5 separate regions of the Mus musculus genome follow, and all the other regions are linked to region 1. A link is a contact called in public Hi-C, HiChIP or PLAC-seq and promoter capture Hi-C data. All regions are on one chromosome and are shown on one strand. Each heading gives the region's core, a stretch centred on a gene start, on an enhancer-like site or on the middle of the called end of the contact. The rest is flanking DNA. Distances are from core to core; before and after follow the strand shown.

Region 1 (2,589 bases), core at 55-2,554:
CAAGGCACACCTCCTAACTGTGCCACTCCCTAAGAGCCTCTGGGGGCCATTTTCTTTCAAACCACCACAGTCCCTAACACAGCAATTCCATCCATAGATACATATTTAAAATAACTGAAGGCAGGATTGCAGGCAGGCATTTGAACACATGCATTGATAGTGGCTTTACTCACACTAAGCAAAAAGTGAACAAGGTTAAACTGATGAATACATCTAATGTGCTTTGTACAGTAAATATGTTCAGCCAGGAAATAATGAAATGGGGGAGGGGAGAGCTTGTTTGGTTGGAGCCAAAGTCTCACTATGTAATGGCAAGCTGGTCTTCAATTCCAGATCCTCCTGCCTCAGACGCCCCTGGATTGGCCGACTTTAAAGGCACACACCCACCAAATCCAATCAAGAATGAAGTTCTGTCTCATGGTACAACATGGATAAAAAACTTGAAGGTGGTATATGATTGGTCAAATATGCCAGCCATAAATAAATAGTGCTTGAATAGGCAATTTTATACAGACAGAACATTGTTTTGTAATGGGAACCAGGGATAATAAATAATTTCTATTTAGTGAGTGGGTGCCAGTTTGTAATGATGAAAAATTTATAGAGAGTAGCCATTGCTCAACAGGGTGGATGTAGGTATATGGGCTAGAGGGATGGCTCAGTGGTTAAAAGTGTGTATTAGTCTTCCAGAGCACCAGAATTCGATTCTCAACCCAATATCAGGTGACTCACAGTTGCTTGGAACTCCAACTCCAGGGGTCCAATGTTTGTCTCCTCAGGCTCACTCATCCCTTACCTCCATATATATATATAATGAAAATGGTTAGATGTATTTGGAAAAATTAAAATACATATACCATAAGCAAGTCACAGGATTGGAGAATTGAGCAGTTTTTTTTTCCACCCACTCCATCCCTTACTGGGACCCTCACTCCAAAATCAGGGTGTGTGTGTGTGTGTGTGTGTGTGTGTGTGTATTGCCATAGTTCACACACACACTCACACACACAGCATCTTCTCAGCAAAGGCCCTTGGGGGTTGGGGTAAAGCAGACAGGGCGTCGACTAAGGAGTTTACACCTTGCAGAACTGCGCCATTGCCAGTCCTAGGAATCATTAGGGTGGGGCGTGTTAACGCGCAGTTCAGAGCCTGGGAACCCACAAGCGCCCTCTTAGAGGTTCTGCCCCTTTTCCCATCGCAGGATCGGTCCTCTGCAAGGCACCCTGGCCGAGGCCCGGCAGCCCCAACTCGGCACTCGACTTTTGATGCCTGAGCATCACTCGCGTCTGCGCAGTCGAAGGCGCCGGGCTCGAGTCTCCGGCCGAAGCGATTCCAACCGAGTGTACCGGAGGGCGGCTGCGGCTGCGCGACCCCCGACGGCCGCTGCGCCTGCGCGACGTGGGACAGCCGCGCCATGGCGGACGAAGAACTTGAGGCGCTGAGGAAGCAGAGGCTGGCCGAGTTGCAGGCCAAGCATGGAGTGAGTGAGCGAGCGGGCGGGCGGGCGAGGTGACGCCCTCGCCCCAGGCACAGGCTCTCGGCGTTTGCTCGTGGGACCCCGGCTTCCGCGTACCCCATGGCAACGTGTGTGTGCCCACGGGGATGGGGGTGTCCCCGGAGGTCACCGCCGCCTCCTCGGCTGCCGTAGGGTCCCGCGTGAGGCTTGTGCGGGTTGGGGTGTGCGCGCCTTCGAGTCACCCCCCACCCCACCCCCCAAGTCTCGGTTTTCGCTGCCGTCGAGCCTCAGGCGATCCTCGCCGGGATTGGGGTGTCCTCGGATTGGGGGGGGTCTTGCCGACCGGAAGCCCGCGCTGTGTAGAGGGGGATCCTCTGAGCTCTGGTGCGGAGGACGCCGCTCTGACAGCGCCTCCCCGGGCGGGAGTCGAACCGCGGACTCCAGAGATGGTGCTCAGCCCCTGCGGTGCCGGCTAGGAGGGAGTAGCGGGTTGTAAACTTGCCTTGGGACAAACGCTAGTGGTGGTGGGTGACCTCAGTGGCAAGCATTTGAGCCTTTGAGCCAGCATCTTTCGTGCCAAGCCAGGGTCTCTTTTTTCCAGTCTTCTCACTGGTTAAAAATAGGGCTCCATGATACCGGGGCCTTTTCAGGAATGTGTGCGTTCTCAAACATTCTTTTAGATTGTGACTTGAGACGCTTGGGAAATGTGGGGCTGGGAGTGGGGGTTAGCCTGGGCCACAGTGCTTACCTAGCATACACAACACCCTCTCTTCCCTGAGTTCCACCCTCAGCCCTTATTTAATAAAACGAACACAACATTGCAAATGGAAACTGACTTATTGATTTTTTTTTTTTTTTTTTTTTTTTTTTTTTGGTGAGGTCCAGTTTCCACCTCGGGAACCTATTATAGCAGAAAGAATATCGAATAAGCCCTTTATTTTTGTTTTCATTTATTTGGTATTTTACTTTATTTTGAATACGGTCTCTGTTTATAGCCCAGGCTGGCCGGTAACTTGAGATTCTTGTGTCTCCTAAGTGCTAACTATGGTGACAAATGTGCCTCACCCCACCTTTCCCTGACCCATGTGTTCTTCTCTCTTCTTTTGAAGTTCCACTCCATTAAAAGGTAAAAA
Region 2 (2,589 bases), core at 67-2,566, 2.6 Mb before region 1:
CCTTCTAGACTGGATATAATAAGATAGACTATAAATTCCAATGCTCCAGAAGGCCAGGCAGGAATGTTGCACTTTCAAGCTCAGCCTAGACCACAAAGCAAGTGTCTGGGACACTGTCTTCAGTGAAAAAGAATCAATTTTTTAAAAGAGCAAACATTTTGAGACCAATGGGGTAAGATGCAATGAGCACAGGAAAGAAAGGAAGGGAGGGAGGGAGGGAGGGAGGGAGGGAGGGAGGGAGAGAGAGAGAGAGAGAGAGAGAGAGAGAGAGAGAGAGAGAGAGAGAGAGAGAGAGAGAAGAAAGAGAAGAAAGAAAGAAAGAAAGAAAGAAAGAAAGAAAGAAAGAAAGAAAGAAAGAAAGAGAGAGAGAAGAAGAAGAAGATAGGTGCCTTTTAGACATGTAAAACGTTTAACTAAGGAACCCCATGTAAAACGTTTAATTAAGGAACCCCAGTACACCCAAGGCAGCACCTGATAACCAGAACCCAGTTACATCACTCAAGACAACTAGACACAGTCCTAGAACCCCATGACACCCAGTGGACAGTGTATTAGTGGGCACCAAGAGCAATGCTCTGCTCTGCACAACTGAAGAGAAGCCACCTTCATCTGCCCTGCGGCTGGAGAGTAATCTGACACTCCAATCAAAAACTTCTGTTGGAGACTGGACCTGACCTTCAGCTAAGATAAGTCACACAGGAGGGTAGCCTTGGGGAGATAGGCTTAGGTAGTTAGGAATTTAGGGGGTGAACCTATGAAATGACCGTTTGCATAATAAAATGTAACTTTTGTTATACTAGCTACACTAACTACACGTCTCTACCTTCTTGCATCCGATAGCAAATAAACCTACTCTTTTTCTTTACTAATAGGAAAAAGACCTTTGAACGAGGTCATAAAAGTATTTAGTAGCAGAAACAGGACTAAATACCCCCGGCCACCAGTACAAAATATGACTAGTATTCTCGGGAGTAAATTCTAGATTACCCAGGGCAACACTGTAAGCCTCTTGCTTAAAAAAAAAAAAAAAGGAATCCCACAGTCGTTACCGCCGATATCCCCGGCCAACTTGTGCCCTCCCTCGTCCCCAATCTCCCTCGCGTCCTCTCTATGGCAGCTTGCTCTCGCTACATTTCATTAATCCTGACCCCCCAACACGACTACTCCAGTTACAGACACTTGCATACTGAACACCACAGCAGACCCGCAAAATCCGCTCCTCTCTCAACCACAGAGCCTGTGCCAGTGACGGACGCACACAGATGCCGTCGCGTCAATGACGTCAGAGAGGCGCCCGATCCGAAATCTGGTCGCCATCCCCTGACGCAGGGTGGAGCAAGTCCGTGCACTTTGTTAATTGTCTCTTGGGCTTATCGGATTTTTCCAGTGGAATTTTAAACAAAAAAGCAGCGTCCCGGCGGGAGAAAGCCGCTGAACAAAGCGAAGAAAGGAAAGGAATGAGTGAGGCCTGAAGGAGACATCGCCAGAGAGCTCCGGAAGCTGGCCGACAATGAAGGGTAAGTGGGATGAGGGACGCGGAGCGGGGCCGGGGTGGGAATATAGAACCTCGGAACTAGAAGTTGGCTTGGGAAATGAATCAGGGATACCTGTCTCAACAGAGTCCTAAGGCAACTTCCAGGGAATTACCTTAGTACACAAAAGAAATGGAGGCCCGGAGTCTGAATCCGCCGTCTCAGTCTCTTAGCTAGGAATAAATGTCAGGATCGAGTTTGTGTGCTCTCCTCAGGGGCCTCTCGGGGGAACTAGAAGAGATGGGTCCAAGTTCTTGACCGGACCTAGCTACTACCTTCCCGTATAACTTCTGTCAAGGACCTGCACCCCTCTGCCACCTGGTTTTCACCCTTGCCCCTGTAAAAAGCTGCTGAGGGGCAGTATCGTACACCTAAGGCTTTGGAATTTGAGCCGAAAAGAGCTGTGCCCAGAAGGGCAGCCAAGCACTGGGGCAGTACTAGAGGAGAGAGGTAAAGATATTGCCTCTGATTTGGTGATTCATGCCCTTTTTGTCTGAGAACAAGTTTCTTAGCGTGTCTCAGCTACCACTTTATTATGTGCATAACAAAGAAGAGCTACTGTTAAAAATTGCTTAGAAAGATTAATGACATTAAGATAATATATATGCACACTCACTCAACCAACCGCTTGACAAGCTGTGAGTGTCCCACACCTACTGCATGTTGCAGAAAGACTTTCAACTTTGATGCGAGGCATCTGGGGTAAATAAAACAAAGTTCTTCCTGGGATTCCAGCCCCTGCATGTTTATCACAATAAAGTTCAATCTTGATCCATTGTTCAAGAGAGAGCTAGATTCTGTATATAAAACTTGTGGTACCTTGGTTTGTTTGCTTGGGTCAAGCATATACTCAGGGAGACAGAGATGGATTGTTTGTTTGTTTGTTTGTTTCTTATTGTTGCTGTTGGGATAAAGTCAGCTATGTACTCCTGACTAGCCTGGAGCTCACCGTGTGAACCAGCTCGGCCTCTACCTCTCAAGTAATGGGATGGATCAACCATGTGTGCCGCCACACCCAGCTCAGAAGTGCAGTGTATAGGGTGTAGTGTGAACTGCA
Region 3 (2,589 bases), core at 25-2,524, 2.5 Mb before region 1:
CGACTTCAATAATGCTGTCCTCAAAACAGGTCCTGTTCACCGGAAGTCCATCTGCCAGCCATAGGGAAGACAAAAGCTAACTGGGAGCCCTGATGTCCTATAGTCACCCAGACTGGAGGGAAGATGACAGCAGGGCTCCCATACACAGAGGAGGTGAAAAACTCAAACCTTTGGACAGCAGCCTGACCTGAGTCCAATCAAGTTGTGAGGAACAGAGGAGGAGGCCTCAGAGTAACAGGGGGCTCCATGTTCTTTATAGCAATCTTAGACGAAGCTGGGATTCAAATCCCCAGAGTAGAGGGAGGAAATGTGTCAGGGGTAGGGGGTGGGTAAGGGGAGGCTGCAGGGAGAAACAAACAGAAACTGAGTGGAAAACAGGTCTTTGGCCAAATAGCAATATTTGCTCCCCTGTCTGGAATTCCCCAGTTGTACTCTGTCCTCTGTGAAGTTCATCACCCTGTTCTTCCAGCCTACTAAGTTGTTTACTTACTTGATTGTTGGTATTTAAAAATAAGAAGATATCGAGGGTGTGCTGGCTCCCTCCCATAACCCCAGCATGGGGGAGGCTATGGTAGGACTCCCAGATCAAGACCAGTGAAGGTTACATAGTGAGACCCAGTCTCAAACTAACAGCAATAATACAATCTTACATATATCTTAGATCTTCCTAATTTCTCTTGAAAGATCAGAAGTGGTCAGTGGTAGGTTCGCTACATAGCTCGCAGAGTTAACTGACACCCATCACTCAGCAGCACCGTGCCCTCTGCACCCGGCCATGCATGCACCTTATCTACTTAGTCATAGAAGAACGTTTTTCAACAACAGCTCCAATTAATCTGGCCCTTTGATCCCCTGACATTCATTCCTGGCCATCCCTAAGCTAGAGCCCAGATTTCCTCCCTCTCTGGGCCAAGCACAGCAGTCCGCTAGGCAGAAGGCATAAACTGTGGGAAGACACCGCACCGCGCACGCGCACTCCCAAGCATCCAGGTTGCGGCTGGAAGCGCACGGAGCTGCTGACTACTCCAACCTCGGCGCTGCAGCTTAGGCCTTCAGTGTCTCAGGTCCTTTGCATTGAGATGAACAGCTCTAGCACTGGGCCTGACACCGTAGGGTCCCCGACCGGCTTCGCAGACCCCGGCTTCCCCGCGCGCACCTTTACCGAGCTGGAGTCTGGGACCGCCAAGGCACTGAGGCCGGCTCTGCTCTGCCAGCTCCAGAGAGGCGTTCACAGGCCACCGCCACCCTGGCTCCGCCCTCCCACCTTCCGGCTCCGCCGGCCTTCCGGGTCGCCGAGCTCTGGGTCCCCATGAGTCTGGGTCCTCAAGATGGGACAGGCCTGGGGAAAGATCTTGATGGCGGGGCGAGGCGTCCCTTCCGCGCCCCAGCGTCTGATTGACTGACACCAAGACCCAGGCTAGGAAGCTCTGTGCCTGCGGAAATGGGGAGCATCTGGGAGGGGACTCTGTGTCGCGAGGACCCGCTGCCCCCACTTCCTCTCCGCCTGGCCACCCCACTCAGTGCCCAACCTCACGTTTAGGATCTGGGACGGTTCCTGGAAGGTTCTCCTCGATCGCCCTTTGCGCTGGCTGGGTCTGTGACTTGCCGGACCCTTTCTCCCACAGGGTCCTGGACCTGGGAGATGATAGAGGGGCTTGGCTGTCAGGAGCGACTGCTGGTTAATTAACGCTGGGGCCTGCGTGGGACGCGCAGGGGCTGGTATAGCTTTCAGACCTCCTAAGACCAGAACAGAGCCCACTCCACTTGCAGGGCAAAGGGAGCCACTCAGAAAGAGAGCAGAGTAACAGAAAAATCCAGAGAGGCCTAGGGAGCAGTCCCCGCCCCCTGGTCCCAAGGACTCTAGGGCTGGCCTGAAAATATGCCAAATCTGGTATCTCTCCCAATACTGAACTTTAACCCTGAGCAAAGTCTTGAGTACGCACGGTTGTCAGTGACAAACTAGATACAGAGGGACTGGGCTAGCCAATGCCACCCAAATAGAGAGTGTGGCGAGCGAACTCCAGTCTAGGTCCAAGTGGCCCCTAGCGCGATCTGCCAGGTGGGGGTGGAGAGCTGCTGCGGGCATACAGATGATCTGTGCAGGGCCATATTATTTCTTCTTTTCTGTCTTCTTAGAAGGCCTCGAACCCCTTTTAACATCAAGATTCTCCTGGCTGGAGTGGAAAAGTCTGTGCGTTTTCGAGTAGGAGCTTTTGCCCGAGTTTGGGTGACTTTCAAGAGCCAAAGTTAACTGAGGCTAAGAATAGATTAGCTCCTTGCTCTCTGTGGAGCTATGAGGTGAGGCGCTTCAATGTCCCCCGCGGGCAGCGCCCTCTGGTGGCAAGGTCGAGAACCGGACTCGCTTGTTTTCTCCTTTGCCTAAATATCAGAAGTATGTAGCAATGATGGGAACAGGAAAGTTCAGTGGAGAATAGAGACTAGGCTATAAGACATCCACACCGACGATGAATAAAGCCCTAAAATTATCACCCTGACACCTAGAAGTGTTCCTAGACAGCCAGTAGCGGCTGAGGCCGTCTGTGAAAGAGGTGCACAGTAGGTGTGTGTACATCCACAATCCTGTTACTC
Region 4 (2,589 bases), core at 26-2,525, 2.4 Mb before region 1:
TGGTCAAGGAATGTGGAGCTAGGGCAGGACAGGCATGTGGCATGAATCAGTCCCTGGGGCAGAACTCATCATCGGAACTACCTGACACCACAGAAGCAGGGGGTGGGGGTGGGGGTGGGGGTTGAGGTGGGGGGTGGGGGTTGAAGGGAGGGAGGGGGCGGCTGTCAGTGGTCTGGCAAAAGCAGCAGATACAGAAATAGCACAGAACCTGGTTAAGGCCTGAACAACAACAGAGGTGAGCTGCTGAACAGCGGCATCCTGCATTTCACAGCAGGACTCTAGCTGTAACTGGGAAGCCATGGTCACCCACTCCCCAGAAGTTGCTAGCTCCATTACGCAGTTTCAGTGACTGGCTTGGAGAAGCAGGCCTACCCCCATAGCCTCGGGGTTGGGCACAACTCAGCAGGGTTCTGTTAATTCTTCCTTTCCGCTGTGTCCTAGGGCTCCCAGTGTTTTGGCTTCCATATACCTTTTCCTCAACTTCACTCAGAGTAAAGAGGCAGTCCGAAGGAGGGTCTTCCCTAGCCAAAACTCCAAATTCTCTACAGAAAGCCTTTGTGCACCACGGAGCAAACCACACGGAGTGAGCCCAAAACCCCATGGCTGTTCTGGGAAGCACGGGCACAACACACGTGGTTGAATGTGCAAGGGCACTAGTTAGAGGGCATGGGGAGATTAAAAACAAAAGCATCATCTCAGAGGGACATATTGAGGCTGGAATGTTGGTAAATGAATCTGGAGAAACTGAACAAAACGGAGGCTCAGCAATTTGCCCAAGGTCAGACACTGAGCCTGGCTTCAGGGCCTACAGCTACATTGAGCTGCCTCGGAGCCTTAGCCTTAGATTAATGGAATGTCCCATTAACAAGCTCCTGAACCCTCAAACCCAAAATTGGGAGGGGCCCAGGTATGGGTTTTCAGGGCCGCAGGACCTAGCCGCTTAAGCCTGAAGAGGGCGCGCATTCCTCTCCGGGACTGCTGGCAGCTCAGCCTTTCTGCCTGGAGCACGCTTCCTACCAGTCCCAAGCACTCGGGTCCCCCCTTTTAGGCCTCCTCGGGCCCGCCAGTCCGGGATGACAGCTTGGCTGGGCCCCACGCCTGGACTGCGCCCGGTACGGCGCCTCCCCCCGGTCACGCGGCACAGATGGGAGAGGAGGAGGACGAGGAGGAGAGGAAAGGAGGCCCTTTGGGGCAGAAGGGTAGGAACCCGCTGCACTGGGCGTCGCCTCTGAAAGGGGCTCTGTGCGGCTCGGGGAGAAGAAAGGGGCAAAGAAATGGAGGAGGAGCTGTGTAAGGAGCAGTGATGCAGGCTCAGGTGTCCGGACCCCACCGCAGTGTTCCAGCCACACCCAGACGGAAACCATGGTCGACGGTTTGGCCTGCGCCCGTCTCTAGACTGCTAGCTGGGGGAGCAGGCACCCCTGTCACCTCATTGTGCACGGAGCAATAGGCCTCGCCATGTTAGCCAGACCAAATGTAGCCCTTAGGGCAAGGGCAGAACGTAGGAGTCGGAGCCCAGAACCTCTTGCCACGCAAGCCACAAAGCAAGGCCCAGGAGCCCTGCTGTCCAGGGCAGATCTTGGTGGCGCCACTTTCCAGCCACGTGGCTTGGAGCAAGTTTCTTTACTTCATCTGTGAAATGGGAGAGCGCGCACGTAGTGGGGTTATTATGTAGGGGGGTTTCGTCCCCTAGGGCTGGGCCTGCCTTGGTCACAGCTCTCACCAATGCAGCGGGATAAAGAAACTGAAGTTGGGGACAGAACCAGGCCGCCCCAGTCCCGCGCCGCCCAAGACCTCCATGCGCGCGCGCGCGCGCACCTTACCCGCCTCCTCCTTCGGAACCCGCAGCCCCGCCCTTCTGGCTCAGGCTGAGCTCCACGTGCGGCGTGTTTACACACGTGACTCCAGGGCCCGCCCACCCAGCCTCCGCCTCCGATCCGACCCCGCCCCTGTCCCCGCCCCATGTCCTCTGCGGCTGCGCGGCGTCGAGCTAACGCAAAGCGCCTCTGTAACAGAGCCAAAGCGTAGGTGGATCTCTGGGTAGGCGGGACTTTGGGCCTCCTCGTGGCTTCCTCGCGCACCGCGAGGGGGGCGGGACTGGACGGTCACGGGCGGGGCCAAGTGTGAGCGCAGGCTCTAGGCAGGGCGTCGCGTGGGCGGGGCTGAAGAGAGCTGGGCGGTGGCGCTGGGGTCCGGCGCATGCGCAGGCACACCAAGCTGTACAGCTTTCAGACCTGCTTTCGCCACGTTCCTAGTCCTGCCCCTGTGTAGGCTGAACCAGGTAGAACTAAGAAGGACACATTGACGCCCACATTTCACTGCGTTTTGGGCAAAGACGGGCTCTCCAGGATTCTCTTCCCTTGCCCTCCTGCTATTTCTCCCTTTCTTCTGGATTGGTTCGGTGCAGGCCTGTTGTGGCATCCTGTTTGTCTTTGATACCTTACCAGTCATACCATTGAAGCTCATTACACCTTCTCTTTTTCCTCTCTCCCTCTCTTCCATCTCTCTCCTCCGTTACTTCCCACCCTCTTCTTTCTCTCTCATACTAGGGATTGAACCTAGCCCTGAAGCGAACTGTCCTTGTACCGT
Region 5 (2,589 bases), core at 45-2,544, 2.1 Mb before region 1:
CGGAGAAAATTCCCCGCAAGGTTTCTCTAGGGACAGGTGGAAAGTTAAGTGGCCCCCATTTTTCACTCCCGGTTTGTGAGTCCTTCCTGTTTGTCCGCCTCTTGGTGAGCGCACACTCAAGTCCCCGAGTTCTTTCCTGGAAGGATGCAAGCCTGGAAGGCTGGGGTCGGTGCGGGCAGAAGCCAGGGGCTGGGGCCTGGGAGGAGCAGGGCGGGGTCCCGGCCTGGCGCGCGGGTGGCAGCGGTGGCCGGGTTTTGTTTGCAGGATATTGTTTTGTCTAACGGGTGCCTCGCAGGAGACGTGATTCGTCAGCCGCCTTAGTTTTCACTTGAGCGGAAAATAACGGCGGCTACGTGCGGTCCCTGCCTGCGGGGCTCGAGCGCGCTGTGCGTGTGCATCCTCTGAGGTGCGCGCGGGTGGGCGGCCCGGGGCACCGGCTTTAGGACTAGCGGGCTAGCAGGGTGAGTGCGCGCCGAGCTGGCCTTGGGTTCCTCCTGCGCTTCTCTGGGCAGTCGCCGCCGCCGCTCTGCAGTTTAGCAGAAATCCGACAGGGGCCGCGTTTGCTGAGCGCATCCGGCCGGCTGCAGCCGGAGCGGGGCCGTGGGGCCAGGCCTCTCGGTGTAGACGTTGGGAGGGGGCCGGTGGGTAGTGGTGGGGGCAGTAGACTGGGAGGGGCGCGGGAAATGATCTTGGCCGGAGCGAGCACAGCTCCCCTGTCCCTGCTGTCCCCTCGTGTCCACCGCGAGTTGGGCATCCCCGCGCGCCGGGGCCTTGGCTTTTCCCCCACGGTCCCTAGGTCTCCAGGCAGGGCTTAGGTGAACTTGGGGTGGGGTGTGCTTGCTCATATGTGTGCGTGCGTGTGTACGTGTGTGTAGAAAGGGAGCTTAGCGTGGAGACCCTGGTTTTCTTTCTCAGTTTTTAACAACTGGATTTTGACTTTGAGACCAGCTTCGCTCACTGCTTGGGCTGGGAGGGGGGCGATCTTTCCCCATCACTCACATCTTTGTTCATTGTTCACTGAGTGCAAAGCAGGCGACTTAAAGAGAGGAAAAAGGAGGGAGAGAAAGAGAGAGGCAGAAGAGGGGGAAGAAGAGAGAAAGAAGAGGGGCGTGGGGGGCACATCAGTGTCCCCTCCTGGGTCGTGTTGGAGGGTGAAATAGTAAACCCACGCACGGAGGGTCGCCAGGAAAGTGGACATTACCGCTTTAATTAACTTCGAGATGCTCCGGCGGCGGGACCTGGCGTAGCCGTGACGCGCCCCCATAAATCTGCCGGGCCGGGGCTGCTCCAAGAACTCATACAGTAGCAGCGTCAGATTCAACGCGCGCCTCCCCCGGCCGGAGTCCATTTGCATAATTGGATTTTTTTTTTTGCCTCCTTCCTCCCTGAAACTTATTTGAAAACCCAAGTGAAAACCGCGACGACCTGCACACTCAAAAGCAAGTGCCAAGTAAGTGCCCTGCGGTGCCCTCCGCGCGCCCCGAGGTGAGGGCGCAGTGCTGGGGGCGAGTGCCCGGCCGGCTCGGGGAGAGTGTGCAGCGGGCGGGAGAATTGCATCTGCTGGGCTGGATGTTCGAGGAACTTTTTGTTTTGTTTTGTTTTTTTGCTGTTTTTTTTTTTTTTTTTAAACACAACTCCCAACCCTGTCTCTCCACTTTTCCGGCGAGGTGAGGTGACTGGGCCACGCGCATAGTTGAGGCGAGCCTGAAGAGGAGATCTTGGGGACACAGTTGAGAGTTGAGCATAGGGGTTCTTTGGGAGGGTGACGGGTCTCTGTCGCCGCCGCCACCGCCACCGTCGCTGCCGCGGCTTGGAGAGCTGAGCTGCGAGTGAGCGGGGTTGGTTGCCTGTCGCGCCGCGCCGCTGATGCAGTTTGTCGCCAAATGCCTCCCCCATTATTCTAAGGTTTGTGTCTCAGGGTGTGCGTGCGCTCGCGTGTGCGCCCCTGTGTTTTGCTGGGCTTTAAAAGGAAGAAAAGCAACCAAAACAAGAGTAGGAAGGCTTCCTTTCCAGTCTGCCTTCCCCTTCAGCGTCCTCTGTTTCTATTGCTTGAAAAAAATGGAGTGAGAGCTGTTTTGCCTAAGAGAGGGTCACCACCAACAGATTGACAATTCGGTTGGAAATGCTATCAATTCTACAGCAGAGATGTAGCTGCGGGCATGGCATGCCGGCTCCACCCTGGTCAGGGAAATGGCTTCACAATTTCAAATTGTTGAAAAAAATGCATACTATGTTATTATTAGTAGTATTATTTGCAGTGAGCAGGATGGAGGGGGAAAGTAGATTGCGTTGGAGAAGACTCCAGCTGTCTTTCCCATTTCTGGGCCTGCCTGGGAACTTGGCTGTGGGCAAGGCCCACCACCCTGCATGGCAGGGGCCTGAGACTCAGCTTCCAGCTCTGGGAGTTGCGGGGGGGGGGCACCTCCCCCCATAGCCCTTTGGCCTCTACTCTAAGAGAGCCTAGGGCTTTGGCTGAAGGCTGCTTTAGCTATGATGTCATCCTGATAGCGGTGCAAATGTCTCTTGATCTCACCATTACCCGCCTGGCTGAGTTGTTGGTAATGATAGCACTCTGCCCAGCTCCCCGAC

What was found. Hi-C and Micro-C count contacts between places; a contact is called where the count stands out from the background. HiChIP or PLAC-seq counts read pairs in DNA pulled down with a chosen protein or histone mark. Capture Hi-C pulls out chosen DNA fragments and counts their contacts.
Region 2: a Hi-C map of B cells shows a contact between it and region 1, with 5 read pairs. The contact joins the promoter of Pop4 here to the promoter of Pdcd5 in region 1. A contact is called at or near these places in 2 of 39 promoter capture datasets (embryonic stem cells and pre-B cells), 1 of 484 Hi-C or Micro-C datasets (B cells), 1 of 115 datasets of contacts at active chromatin or transcription factors (large pre-B cells) and 1 of 9 other capture datasets (liver).
Region 3: a contact with region 1 is called in a promoter capture Hi-C map of liver, with 2.5 times the contacts expected there. The contact joins the promoter of D530033B14Rik here to the promoter of Pdcd5 in region 1. A contact is called at or near these places in 5 of 39 promoter capture datasets (cranial neural crest, hippocampal neurons, maxillary cranial neural crest and 2 more), 1 of 484 Hi-C or Micro-C datasets (B cells), 2 of 115 datasets of contacts at active chromatin or transcription factors (acute myeloid leukemia and large pre-B cells) and 2 of 9 other capture datasets (adipose tissue and liver).
Region 4: a contact with region 1 is called in an H3K4me3 HiChIP or PLAC-seq map of forebrain, with 12 times the contacts expected there. The contact joins the enhancer-like site here to the promoter of Pdcd5 in region 1. A contact is called at or near these places in 1 of 39 promoter capture datasets (cranial neural crest), 3 of 484 Hi-C or Micro-C datasets (B cells, the G1E-ER4 cell line and cardiomyocytes), 2 of 115 datasets of contacts at active chromatin or transcription factors (embryonic forebrain and forebrain) and 3 of 9 other capture datasets (adipose tissue, embryonic stem cells and liver).
Region 5: a contact with region 1 is called in a Hi-C map of nephron progenitors, with 7 times the contacts expected there. The contact joins the promoter of Zfp536 here to the promoter of Pdcd5 in region 1. A contact is called at or near these places in 2 of 39 promoter capture datasets (cranial neural crest and hippocampal neurons), 3 of 484 Hi-C or Micro-C datasets (cardiomyocytes, muscle stem cells and nephron progenitors), 3 of 115 datasets of contacts at active chromatin or transcription factors (astrocytes, embryonic hindbrain and stem cell-derived neural progenitor cells) and 2 of 9 other capture datasets (embryonic stem cells and pancreatic islet).

The regions. Positions count from the first base shown.
Region 1 is chr7:35,646,197-35,648,785 of GRCm38.p6, reverse strand. Pdcd5 (programmed cell death 5) reads left to right here and starts at 1,304. Exons shown (of 6, transcript NM_019746.4): 1 at 1,304-1,480. The coding sequence starts at 1,415.
Region 2 is chr7:38,270,075-38,272,663 of GRCm38.p6, reverse strand. It overlaps Pop4 (processing of precursor 4, ribonuclease P/MRP family, (S. cerevisiae)), which reads left to right and starts at 1,316. Exons shown (of 7, transcript NM_025390.4): 1 at 1,316-1,517. The coding sequence starts at 1,511.
Region 3 is chr7:38,182,467-38,185,055 of GRCm38.p6, reverse strand. D530033B14Rik (RIKEN cDNA D530033B14 gene) reads left to right here and starts at 1,274. Exons shown (of 1, transcript NR_165180.1): 1 at 1,274-2,484. It overlaps 1600014C10Rik (RIKEN cDNA 1600014C10 gene), which reads right to left and starts at 1,269. Exons shown (of 4, transcript NM_028166.3): 1 at 1,157-1,269.
Region 4 is chr7:38,084,512-38,087,100 of GRCm38.p6, reverse strand. The region is part of intron 3 of Gm30771 (a long non-coding RNA gene); the gene reads right to left. Among named protein-coding and RNA genes, the nearest start is that of Ccne1, 22 kb to the left of the region's middle. Within about 2 kb of position 1,275, at least 189 of the 459 cell types and tissues checked have an H3K27ac peak or open chromatin away from gene starts, as enhancers often do. A contact at or near this core is called in B cells, the G1E-ER4 cell line, embryonic stem cells and 2 more, where this site is marked.
Region 5 is chr7:37,768,457-37,771,045 of GRCm38.p6, reverse strand. It overlaps Zfp536 (zinc finger protein 536), which reads left to right and starts at 1,294. Exons shown (of 6, transcript NM_172385.2): 1 at 1,294-1,450.